2 separate regions of the Gossypium hirsutum genome follow, and region 2 is linked to region 1. A link is a contact called in public Hi-C data. All regions are on one chromosome and are shown on one strand. Each heading gives the region's core, a stretch centred on a gene start, on an enhancer-like site or on the middle of the called end of the contact. The rest is flanking DNA. Distances are from core to core; before and after follow the strand shown.

What was found. A called contact is a pair of places that touch in the nucleus more often than the background predicts.
Region 2: a contact with region 1 is called in a Hi-C map of leaf, with 2.1 times the contacts expected there. The contact joins two enhancer-like sites. A contact is called at or near these places in 2 of 34 Hi-C or Micro-C datasets (leaf and petal).

What each region holds. Positions count from the first base shown.
Region 1 is chrD01:32,952,220-32,959,433 of Gossypium_hirsutum_v2.1, reverse strand. No RefSeq gene overlaps it. Among protein-coding and RNA genes, the nearest start is that of LOC121213523, 9.2 kb to the left of the region's middle. Within about 2 kb of position 5,368, at least 3 of the 9 cell types and tissues checked have an H3K27ac peak or open chromatin away from gene starts, as enhancers often do. A contact at or near this core is called in leaf, where this site is marked.
Region 2 is chrD01:33,329,698-33,336,580 of Gossypium_hirsutum_v2.1, reverse strand. No RefSeq gene overlaps it. Among protein-coding and RNA genes, the nearest start is that of LOC121214381, 13 kb to the left of the region's middle. Within about 2 kb of position 1,315, at least 3 of the 9 cell types and tissues checked have an H3K27ac peak or open chromatin away from gene starts, as enhancers often do. A contact at or near this core is called in leaf, where this site is marked.

The DNA of each region.
Region 1 (7,214 bases), core at 4,119-6,618:
TAAAGTTGGGTGACTAAAATGATTGTATGTAACGAAAAATTGACAGTGGGTGACTAAAATGATTAAGTATATAACAACAATGCTCATATTGTAAACTTTTAATTTTTAATGTCTAAAATGAAAATTTAAAAAAATTAGTAACTAATTGTGTAATTTATCCTAAAATTATCTTTAACCATATAGAAAACCAAAACTATAATTTTATAAAAATAAAAAACATCTTCATGCCAACTAATTTACCAATTGTGACTTGATCTTGCGAACAACCTCTTAGTTCAATAACAAGAACATTATGATAAAGGTATAAGAGCTTGAATTCGATTCTAAATAATTTTAATAAATAAAAAGAGATGGTTATTTTGAAAGTTGCTCTCAAATGTCCAATGAGATTTTTTTTTTTACTTCTCAATTACAGTTTTGAAGAAGAATAAATGTTGGACAGCAGGGAAGACTGCATGCCTGCCATTTTACGTACTCCTCCACCAACAGTTAAACAAAGAAATGCGTACCCATTATTATTATTATTATTATTATTATCACTTTTTGCTTTTAATTCTTTTGGCCAAAAAGTAATTACCTTACCTTACATTTTTCATGATTAACTTGTTTTTGGGGTTTACCCTTCCCCCACCATTCCATATGTGTTTTACTAAATTAATTGCTATTTATATTGTTCTCCAAATACAACTAAACAGCTATTCACTTTTTGCATGTTATAAACATCAAGTTTATTTTCATTTTATCCTCGACAAGTGTTATGGAGATTTTTTTATTAGGAATCATTTTATTTTTTATTTTAAAAATAGATAAATTAGTATTAAAAAAAGATATAAGTAATTTTTTTGTTAAAAATCCATCTAATTATGCAATTAAGTGATGGTTTAATTTTTTCATAAAAAAAATCATGTAATTGGCTTGGAATTAAAGGATGAGTAAGATTAGATAAAAGTAGGAGGCTCATGTATTAGGAATCAAATTGCCTTTTGCTTTATTTACTAAAAAATGGACAAATTAGTCATTGTACATTATATCAACGAGAAATTAACCATTTTTATTAAAAATTTTATCTATTTCTCTTCTTAAGTCATGAAGTGGCTAACAAAGTAATCGCACAATGACACAGGATGTGTCACACGTATCTCATGCTTAGTTGGCATTTTCCATGTCAATAAATATGTAAAAAAAATTAATCCTAAAAATATATTTTTTTAAAATTTATTTAAAATTTAAAATTAAATAATTTTTATAATTATTTAAAAAAAACTCTAAAATGAACCTAGACAAATGGTTGTCTAGGTTCATCCAAGCCTGAACAATCATTTGTTTGGGTTCACTCTAGAAGTTGTTTTTAATCATTTTCAAATAATCTTTATAAATTCCTATTGATGCGAGTCTTAAGGCCCAATTTCAGGCCCAAAAATAAGATCAAAGGCCTAGCAAATCAAATCAAGATTTGATCGAAGGCAATATGTGAGGATGAATCGTTTTAAAGAAACGTGGAATGATACATGCATGAAATGGGTGAAATTTATTAAATTCCATTCACCGAAGCCACCAGTTTTTAAGTTTGGGGAATCAGTAGACTTGCGACGACTTTTTGGATGGGATCTAGGCATTTCTTGGTTAAGATGTCTTCATGACGTTCGGAGATTTATCTCTTAGTTTCGAAACGCACTTTGAATCACTCGATTTTGAGTTCGAAAGCTCAAGTTATGATCGTTTTAGTGAAGTCTATACGAGCAAAATTTCTGGACGGGAATATGACGGGAATTACAAGTTTCGAACTTTTAATTTGAGTTTAATTCAAGATAGATCTCCAAATGTCATGAAGACATTTTTATTCTCTCTATATTTGGAATTACTTAGTGAAAACTTGTTTTTTTTTCCTTTTGTTTATAAAATTAATATAAACATTCTTATTTCTATGATCTTAGTACTTAACATATAAATTCAATTAATTAATAAAAATTTTTATTATTATATTTAAATGTTTAACTAATTAACATTAGAAAAAATATGTTTGTAATAAATTTTTGTTATTACTTAGTAATCAAACGGAACATAAATGATAAAATAAAGGAGACATGGTGTATTCATGGATGTGCGCATCTACAATGCCACTCTGCACCCTTTTTTATATATGTTTATGATATTAGTTTGTATTCTTGTGTTATGTATATTAATTTTATAGTATATTTATAATATTAGTTTTTGTTCAAAATCATTAATGAATTGAAAAAGTAATGTAATTACAAAATATTTTTAAAAAATATTTAACTAATTTAGAATCGATTATATTAATATTATTTATTTTATATATTGTATAAAAATATTCAAATTTTTAATATTCAATTTTTTTATAATTTTATATTTATCTTTGTTCAACTTTAATCAATAAATGAAATTATCTCTTATTATATTTCAAAAAAATAAATTTAATTTGATAAATGTTATTAATATGCAGGATTTTTTACACAAATGGTATAGAAAAAAAAATATTGAAATAGGATGTCAGAAATTTTTTTTACCAAAATAGGTTACTTTTTCATTGGAGCCTATTAGGTAGGCGCCAATGAATAAAAAAATAATAAATTTTTTTTTGAATAAAATATTTTTTATATTTTTTAATAATTTTTTTTAAAAAATACGAGTTAAAATACGATCAACGGGTCGGGTTGGATCGGGTGGCGCCTATCAGGTAGGCGCCAATGAAGGTGCCTCACAGAGAGGCGCCAATGAAGGTGTCTCATACAGAGGCGCCAATGAATATTGTAATTTTGTATTAATATTGTAATTATTTTATAATTAAATTTGTATTTATAGTTTTGGATTAGTATTTTGTATGAATATTGTAATTTTTTATATGAATATTGTAATTTTGTATGAATATTGTAATATTATAATTTTGTATGAATATTGTAATATTGTAATTTTGTATGAATATTGTAATGTCGAGATATATTGTAATATTGTAATTTTTTGTATGAATATTGTAATTATTTTATAAATAATTTGTTAGTAATTTAGGATTATGTTATAAATTTTTGTGTTTGTAATTATTTAAAATTTAATTTATTAGTAATTTAGGATTAAGCTATAAGTTGTTGTGTTTAGTTTAATATTTGGTGAGTTTACATATAAAGTTTATAAAAAAATTAAAAATCATCTTATTAAAAGTTTAATTATAAAAAAATTAAAAATCATTTTATTAAAAGTTTAATTATAACTGACTTTTTTAATCATATAGTTGTTGTTAACTAATTTAATTTTTATATAATGTAACTTTTATATAATTATTTTTTATTTTATTTTGTATTTATTTAACAATATTTATTGATTTTTTGAAACAAATTAACTGAATTCATTTTTTTGATTACAAAATGACAAACACAAAATTACAATATTCATATAAAAAATTACAGTATTCATACAAAATACTAATCCAAAACTATAAATACAAATTTAATTATAAAATAATTACAATATTAATACAAAATTACAATATTCATTGGCGCCTCTCTATGAGGCACCTTCATTGGCGCCTCTCTGTGAGGCACCTTCATTGGCGCCTACCTAATAGGCGCCACCCGACCCGACCCGACCCGACCCGATCCGTTGACCGTATTTTAACTCGTATTTTTTTAAAAAAATTATTAAAAAAATATAAAAAAAATATTTTATTCAAAAAAATTTATTATTTTTTTATTCATTGGTGCCTACCTAATAGACTCCAATGAAAAAGTAACCTATTTTAGTAAATTTTTTTGACATCCTATTTCAGTATTTTTTTTCTATACCATTTGTGTAAAAAACCCTAATATGCATCTTTATTGAACTAAAGTTGTGACCTATTGGCTAGGTGTTCACCTACCCTAGAAATAGCTTAGTTTGTTGTCCCAAAAAATGTTTTTTTTTAAATTATATTTTAAGCTTAACAATTTAATATTCAATAATTTTATTATTATAGCCTTAAAAGTTAATTCAATAACATAAAATTTTAAAATAAAGAGATAATTTATTTAAAATTAATTTAATATTTAATATAAAAAAATTTAAAGATAAATATAATTTCTTGTCAGTTGAGTCTTAGTTCGATTGGCATTAACATTGTTGTCAGTACAGGATGAGGTGAGTTTGAGCACACACCCCAAAACTAGATAATTTTTAAGAAAAATCAAAATCGTGAATAATAAAAATTAATCGTAAAATTATTTAATAAAAATTCAGGAAATTATTTAATAAATTTGTCTATTAATATGAATTTCCTAGAAAAAAGAAACCCACAAAAACCAGGTTATTCTCGTGCTTATTATTTTATTTGCGTGACCATATTTAAATATGTATAGGAAGATATTTTTTTTATCATGACAATACTGTAGAGGGGTAAGGGGTGACAATATTTAAATATGTATCATGTAGATGTTAGATGAAAGTTTTAACCGTTGTTTTAAGCAAATTTTGAGAAGATTAAATTTTAGTATTATTCTCTATACATTTCAAAATTTATGGATTTAGTCTTTGTATTTTAATTTGATCATTTTTAGTACATGTACTTTTCAAAATGATTGATTATAGCCCTTGTACTTTTTGAATTTTGAAATTTTAGTATTGACTCAAATAGAAACAGTTGATTTTGTTTGGTCAAATTCAATTACTAGTTGTGTACTATGCGTACAATTGTAGGTTTGGTCCATTTTCTCCAATCTGATCATTCTAAATCCATATGCTTATTGAATTTGAAATTTTAATCTTAACGCGAATGGAAATCGTCAATCCATTAACTAGATTTGTAATGAGTAATATGTGGAAATAATAAGCTGACATGGCATTACACACGATAATATGTTTGGTGCATCAAGTTTTGGAAACAGAAGAACTTAACTTAATAAATTTAACAATTATCATTTGATGAGGACTGAAATTTTAAAATTCAAAAAGGACATGAACTAGCATTGATCAAATCAAAGTATAGTAGACTAAATTCACAACTTCCATAAAGTATAGGGACTAATAGAAAATTTTAACGTTTTGAGAATGGGAGGAATTGTTTATATTGGAGAAAATAGCATGAGATATTTTATTCTCACATAAATAAAACATGGCTTAAAATTAACTAATATGTTTGTATATTGTTTGGCTTCAACAATCTGGTCTACCTTTAAAAAGAATTAATAAAACACAAACCGACCGACCACGCAATCCAAGTACCATAAATGTTAGAAAATCAAAATGGGGCCACATTACAAACATTTTTGAGTGAAGACAAGAGAGGTAACAGTGACTTATAAATGCACCGTCATTCCATGCATCTACATAATGCGTCCAGTTTTATAGCTTGTCCACTTCACACGTGTTCATTCACTCACCCTCCTGTCAGAGAGTGTCGGCCTTTTTGCCCTTACCTCGTTTTTGGACGGACCCTAATCCACCAATCCATCCCCGGCCCTTTCAAGTCAAACCACTTTCTTTCACTTTTATTTTCTAACAACACTTTTATTCAAACTTTTTCAAATTATTATTTTCCGTTTATTTAGAATATAAATTTATATTTAAAAATAATATACAATAATACATAAATATGTATAATATCAAAATAAAAAACAGATTATGTTATAAGTAAAACAAAATTCAAACACTTATATATCATATTAATACTATTAAATTAATACAATTATTTAAATAAACATCTTTACTTCTCAATTTATAATTCAATTTCTTCCCCTGAAAGAATTTCTGGATTCACCTGTGCATATTAAGTCATATCATTAATAAATTAATTAATAATTTCAAAAGCATTAAAAATAAATATATAAACTGAATCAAATCTAAAATTTATTATTGATTTTTTTCATAAAATTATTTATTGTAGAAAGATTAACAAAACACTAAATAAATCTGTATATTTTTAACATATATGTTACTAATCTAGTGCATATTTATATATATTAAACTTTGTTAGACATGCAAATGCATGTAATCAAATTCTTTTGTTTTTGGGTGCCATTACAAGCTTACACATAGGGTAGCATAGAATTAAATCTCAGATCTTGAGGAAAAAATATTTATTAAAGAGAGAAAAAAAAAGTAAGATATTTTTTTTAGGAAAAATAAATGAGTGATTAATTATGAGAAGTGGGAGATCTCAAGTTTTATCCTATTAATTAGATGTTGATTTATTTTAGGATGAATTATTATATAAAAAAAACTTATGAAAAATGGATAATTTTTTAATTAAACGAGTAAAATCCTCAAAAATATTTCTTTTGCATTTATGCATGTATTATCCAATTGAGTGAAAAGAATTGGTTGTTAGTATAGATAATGAGGTTTTGCTGAAGCAAAAGGTTTGAGATTTTATTGAAGTTGAAACCATTTGCTTTTTGTACCTCCTTTTTGCTTTTGTTTTCAAAAAGTTGATTTTGAAATATTACTTTTACAACACTTTTTTCCCACAAGATTTTCAAATTACATTTACATCCATTCCATTCACTTTGCATGCTTGTTTTATTGTTTATGTGAAAATAATAAATTTATAAAACAAAAATTAAATGAAGAAATGGTAAAAGTTTGGAATGAAATCCCATCAGAATTTAACATGATTTGAAATGAAAATAATATCCCCACAATAATTTTTATTATTTTATAAAATTAATCAATTGAAGCCCTTAAATATAGTCTAGATAATATTATTAAGAAGGGAGATGAAGTTGTTTTCAAAATATATTATTTTATTCAATCCTTTAGTACAATGGAATTGAGTTAATTTTTGTAGAATTGCATTAAATTACCAAAAATATTTGCTAGAAATTAAATTAAGCAAGCTCATCTTAGAAATTACATAGGATACTCTTTGAAAAGAATTCCATAATAAATTTTTTTCCCTCAAGTGCACATGGAACAATTTTGCTCTAATTCACCACAACCTCACAATGGACAAGAAAGAGTATATATATATGTATATATAGTATTGTAAACATTTTTTTTCAATCACATTTTTCTTGATAGATATATTTTATTCTTAAAAAAATACAAATAAAAAAAATCACAATGATGTCTTATTATTCCATCCCAATATGTCTCATCTTAAGGTGACATCAAAATCTTCTTATTTGAAAAAAAAAGAACAATTAAAATTGAAGAGATTCTCTTCATCTAGCAATGAAAGGCTTCATGGCAAATGGATATATTTCCAACATAAATCAAACCTAGATATG
Region 2 (6,883 bases), core at 66-2,565, 380 kb before region 1:
ATTAATTTAAATAAAAAAATTAAAATTCTAATGTGAGAGCAATTGTCTAGTCCATATCCCAATATAGAAACATTTATCAAATTCAATGACTAATTTGGATAAAAAAAGTTCACACCTCAAGGTGAAAGTTATTGCTAACTCAAGTCCCAAAGCTTTATAGCTTTGATAGGGATGGCAATTCGAATTTCGGATTTATCCAATTCAAATTTTACGGATTCAAAGCGGATGCAAATAGACCTCTTCTAACAAGTTTGCACCCAAAACCTCTTACACATAAAACCATGTTTTAACTACTAATACTGCTCTTAAACATTAGTTATAATTTACACAAGTTAATAATTAATGTATAAAAATATAATAAAAATATTTTTTTAAAATAAATATACTAATTAATAATAAAATTGAAAATAACTATTTCGTCTTCTTTTAAATGTCATGTAGCTTCTTCTAAATTTTATTTTTTTATTTTTAAACCTAAGCAAACAATGAGATGAGACCATCGTAATTCCTAAATTTTTCACTGCTTTTTTTATTATTTTATTAACTCAATTAGTTAAATTACTTTAAAAAAATTATTTCATATTTATATAATTAAAATAAATATTATAATATAAATTTATTTTCTAATATCACTTAATTATATTCAATACATGTTATATTATAAATAATTGTATACATACATGTTTAAGGACATATAATATATCAATTGTTATATATATATATGTAAATTATGAATGTATAATAATATTATTATACAATTATGATATTATAATTTGTATTATTTTATTAATGATATGTACCTAAACATTAAACGTGTAACTCATTTTACGGTAGATTATAATATATACAATTAGGATTATATAATTAAGGTAGATTATTTAAGATTACTAACCCTATATACAATTACATTATTATAATGTACATTTTTATATTAATGATATGTAAGATTAAACCCTAAACGTATTGTTATGAGAGACGTCAATACTGGTAATAGAATGATCGCAAAATAATAAGAAAAATAAAAATAAAAACACATAAATTTTACGTGAAAACCCTTTCGGAAAAACCCATGAATAGACTAATATCGATAAGTGAATGATACAAGATGATGTGATTCTGCCCACCAAGGCTGAATCAATTCTTGCCAAGGTGAAACAATTTGAAGTTGGGCCTAATTTCCATGAACCACATCTTCTTGAGATAGCTAGAACAAAGATTGATCATTTGTGTTTACCAATTAGGTCAACTATGGGGGGCGAACAAAGTGGGTCAAAGAAGAGTTTAAAGGGCCTATGTGTGGACATTGGGAACAAGCCCAAATTAATTATGTTCTGATTGGCCAAGACCAAGTCAAATGCTGATCCGAGAGTTGGATGAGACCTCCATTGGGTTTGGTTAATCATGAGACAGTTTAAGAAGACTTTAATTAAGTTTCATTTCAGTTTAATAAGTTTGTATCTTTAAATTATGTCTTGCATTATATGTCTACATCTTTAATTGTGTCTAGCATTATGTATTTTGCATTTAATTAAGTCATGCATAAAACCATCTCATATGTTAATTAAGTTTGTGTTTTAATTATGTACATTATGAAAATAAGTTTGCATTTTAATTAAGCCATGCATTTATGCATCTTATATGTTAATTATATTTAAGCATAGGTTGGAGTTACATGTTCATAAATAAATGCATGTGTGTATTTACATTATGCTGGTTTCAATCATAAATATGTGTGTTTTAAGTTAAATATTTTAGCTGAATATGAATATGAAAAGTTGTCAATGTTTAATGTCTAATTATTTATCTTGTAGCTGACTATTTATAGGACTAAGAATAACTCTTCAAGTCTAATCGATTTCATTCATTTAAAGCTCATTATGGTGGTTGTTTAAATGAATCATGAGTGACTCTTCAAAATCTGATTGGTTTCATGCCCTTAAGGATCATTATGGAGCCATTAAAAGAGATGAATGTCAAGCAACATAACATTTGGTCATAAGGGGGATAAAGGGACACTAAACAGCACAATCATGGAAGATTAAGCTTTCAACAAATGAAGAGACATGACTTTTTAGCTATCTGAATCAAGTGAAGAGTCATGACTTATTGGTTGCCCATCATAAAGTTATAACCAAATTTTAAGTTGTGATAAAAGCTAGTGTAGCTGCTGAATTTGAATAGTCAAATTAGGGCCTATATATATCTTGTAAAAGGACGATGTTGAGGTTAGATAATTATTCTGAATATAAACTTTGTTGGTGAGATTATTATCTCACGGTTCTTCATTGGATTAAGCTGAACTTATCAAACTTTTATGAGTTTGTGGCATTCACCCAATTGTCTTATCAATTCATTTCCCATCACGGAGTGTGGCGGCTTTGCTTACCAAGGTTCGAGTATTCTTTCACATTTAAGTGGGTCATAGTTTTAATATAACTACGGTTCCTTAAAGTATTCAAGTGCTACGGGTCAAGGTTTCCACCAATTGAACCTATTCGAGACGGTCCTTCCATTCGAGCTATTTTCCAAACCCTCCAAGTTTGGAAATTTGTATCACAAGAGGAGTTTTGACTATACCTATTTAAGGGTTGAAAAAACCTACAACTCTTAACCTCTCACCCCCACAGATCCCCTTATTTATTTTTTCAACAAGTAACAGAATTCAAGTCACACAAACTCTAACACGTATAACTAAAATTATGGTAAATTATAATATATACAATTAGCATTATATAATTAGGGTATATTATTAATGATATGTAATCCTATATACAATTATGATATTAAATGTATGCTTTTATATAATGATATGTAAGCTTTAACTCTAAATGTGGAACTAACTTTATGGTAGATTATAATATATGCAATTATAATTTATTTAGAATTCTTATGTTTAAGTCATTAGGTATATTATATTCAAACAAAAAAAAAAGTTGTTAGGTACATATAAATTGTTTTGGAGTTGTTAAGTTTAATTTGTTTGGATTTTTATTTAACTACTTCTCTTAATTCATTTTACATTATTTTTTTTTAATTATGAATAAATTTTGTTTTGTTTTATTTTATATTATTTTTAAAATTTTAATTTTAAGATATTCAAATTTAGATTTTTTTGGATTCAAATATATGACGAATAATGATTTTTAATTTGAATTTGGATTTGGATTTGGATTTACACAATAGTACTCAATAATTTACAGATTCATATTTTTAGATACATTTGCTAATTCGGATTTAGATACTCAATAATTTACGGATTCATATTTTTAGACACATTTGCTAATTCAGATTTAGATAAGTAAAAAAAGTACAAATATTCGACCCATTTCTACTCTTTGAGTTTTAAAATGGTTCCGACTTAAAGGAGAGTTGATTTTTTTTTTCAAACTACTTTTAACCCTCAGCCAATATTGTAAAAATTGGATCAATAATCGAATTCATCTCACTATTTTATGATTCAACAAAATCTAAAAAAAAAGTAAAAAGATTTCGCCAATTGAATCCTGATTTTTTTTTCTCAATTTATAATTTTTTACTGGTTAAAAATAATTTACTTTATGTTTGATTTTTTACCACCAATTGGATCATAGATTTTTTATTTAACAGTTAACCAACACAATTGATTGATTTAGTCCAATTTTGACATCACTCCTCTTAATCTCATAATTAATTATATTCACTTGATGAGGATATTATGCATGACTAAATTTTTAATACTTAATTTTTCAACATTTATTTTTTCAGCATTTAATTTTTCAATTTATCAAGCAACACCAACATTAAATCTAAGTTTTTATTTTGTTCTAGTCTACTGGCTTGTTTATTATTTTATTGTGAATTTAATTTTAAAATTTGTATATTCATTTGGGCCCAAACCTCAAACTTAAATTTCAAACCTTCACCCAAGCTTAATTTGGGCCTAATTAGAAATATGATTCTTTTGGGTTAAAAGTATTTAGGAGTTCTCTATATTATTGGAATTGAATTAAATTATTCTCTTTCTTAATAAATGGATCATTTTAATGCTTATACTTTTTAAAAAAAATTAATTAAGCCCAAATTATAACAGAGTAAACATTTAGGGCCCGTTTGTTTACATGTAAAAAGTTTTACGGAAAATATTTTCTACATTTTCCTGTATTTATTTAATAGAAAATAGCTTGGTCAATGGAAGATGACTTACAGGTCATCTCAAAATAAGTCATTTTTTCTATAAAATGACTTATCATTTTAAAAAGCATAAGTTATTTTCTGGAAAAGAGCTACTCTATAGGTAATTTTATTTTTATATAAAAATTAATTTAAATAAAGCTTAATATTATTATATTGATAATAAATTTTATTTTTATTTTTAAAAAAAATTAAAATTATTAAAATATTATATTTTCCAATATTATTAAACATACATATTTAATTATTTATATTTAGTCATATAATAAATTATTAATATAATTAATATAATTTATTATTTTAATAAATTGTTTAATATTTAAATTTTATTTTAATAATAAATTTTAAAAATAATAATTTTAAATAATATTCTTCACATATTATTGAAAATATTCAATATTTATATTTTAATAATAAATATTTATTACAATTATAAATATATCAATAATAAATTTTTTGTAGTATAAAGGTTAAAATATATCATAAGTCTATGTACTTTTCACGAATTTGCAATTTAGTTGTTTTACTTTTATATTTAATAATTTAGTCCCTCTACTTTTCAGATTTGAAAATCAAGTCTAATTGTTGACATTGTTAATTTTTTCAATTTTGTTGATGTCACATTTTTAAATAAAAAATACTCACTTGGTAGTCACGTAACTAAAAAATAGCACTGTAATGAACCTGAATTTAACAAAATATTTTTAATATATATAAAAACAATGTAAAATATAAATTTATAGATATAAAATAAACTCAATTAAACAATGAAAAGATAAGAAAATCTTAAATATATGTTTGTTTCATTGAAAACAACTTTTATGAAATATTTTTAAGAAATCTGTCAAACAATGAAAAATATTTTACATAGATTCGTCCAAACACCATAAAATATTAACTTTTTTAGGAAAGTAAGTAAATTTCTGGAAATCATTTTCCGGAAGCCATTATTAGTGAAACAAATAGACCCTTACTATATAAAAAATTTCTTGAAATTTATTTATTTTTTCAACTGTAGTTCAATTCCAAACAAAAGATTTTTGTAGAGTGTGCCTTAAATTTACGAATTGACATTGCAACGAGGAAAAGCTGACATCCCGATGACGAGACACTCGACGTCCAGACAAGAAGAAAACAATGTCTCGACGATGCGAAGAATAACATCCTGACGAGGGACATATGATGTGGCAATGTGTTTCCCAATTCAACCATATTTTCTTCTCCTAGTTAAACTCTACTATTGTTTCCTAGTTAAACTCTGATTAGTCTAGGGTTACTTTAGTCGCATTTAACCTTCAAATTTAGCCTATAAAAGGGATTTTTGTAACCTATAGTAATCATCATCATCTTTGTGATTGAGAGAGTTTTTGTGAGTTTTTGGGAATTTCGGGTTTTAGCCAAAGTGCTTTGTTTTTTTTGGGTTTAAAGTTTATTTGTTGAGATTATTTTGTCTTATACTCTTTCGGTTTTTGGTCATTTAGTGAAGTCTTCTTTGCCTGTGGTTTTTTGTCCTATTTTTTGGAGAAATTTTTCCACATAAATATTTATGTGTTTGATCTTCTCTACTTTTATTTTTGTTTTCTCGTTGCCTGTATGAGTCGATCCCTATCAATTTACTATAATAGCTTGGTTTGGATTCCACAGATCGACATATTCAGATATGATAATAAGGTTCGATATTGAGAGGTTTAACGACTACATAAATTTTAGTTTTTAGCAAGTTCTGTAACGTCCTAAAGTTTTTGGATTTTTAATTGTGTAAGATTGTCAAGTAATTTGTTTTCGTGGGTTGGTTAAGTGCTTTGGGTTGTTTGCTTGGGTCTTGAGTTTGAATCTTGTTTTGAGCATATGGAATGTTTTTGTTGTTTGTCTTTGTTAGCAATTGAATTCTTTTTAAATTACAAAAGCTGGTGGTTGGGTTATTATAATATTCTGGGGGATAAGTTGTTAGTAATATTTTATTTTATTTTTATGTTTGACTTAACCACCAATATCCTATTTTGTTTCCCAAAAACTACCGTCCAAAGAAATCCCCATTGTTCCCATGTTTTTTTTTCTCTATTTTTTCTTTTCCCATTTTTTCCATAGTTGTTTCTCTTTTTGGTTCCCTCATTGTTTGTTTTTTGATTTTTGTTTATTGTTTGTCTTTTGTGTGTTTGTGTGATCATGTAATAGTCTATTTTTCAATGGCGTAAAAAATAATTGATAGAGGGTTGCGCGTGGACCAAGATTGAGTTGTCAAGTCACGGGAAACTCCTACGAAAACTCTAAATGTTTGGATCTGAAACGAAACAGCAAAACTTAATTAGAATCAATTAGATCTGGAAACTAAAAATCCCCAAATCAATAAAGAACAACCAAGAATCAAAACACTTATGAATAGATGTTCTTGGAAGCCAAGAACATGAAATTAAGCCCCAAGATTAACTTCCAATCAGCCGAATCTATAAAAGAACACAAAACAACAAATAAATTAAAACATATTACGAAATCAATTGAAACTAATTCTATGGATTGGACGGTAAGAAAAGAGGGGTTTTTGTGAAATCAAAAACGTTTCTTTATGTCCAAGGAAGTGCCGAATCAGATCTTGGAGTTTTAGAAAGGCTGAAACGCAACAAGAACAGCAAACAAATTAGCTAATAAAAATTGACACAAGCAGAAATTTAAAAGAGATTGAACAGCAAGAAAATAAAGATAAAGTCCTAAAAAG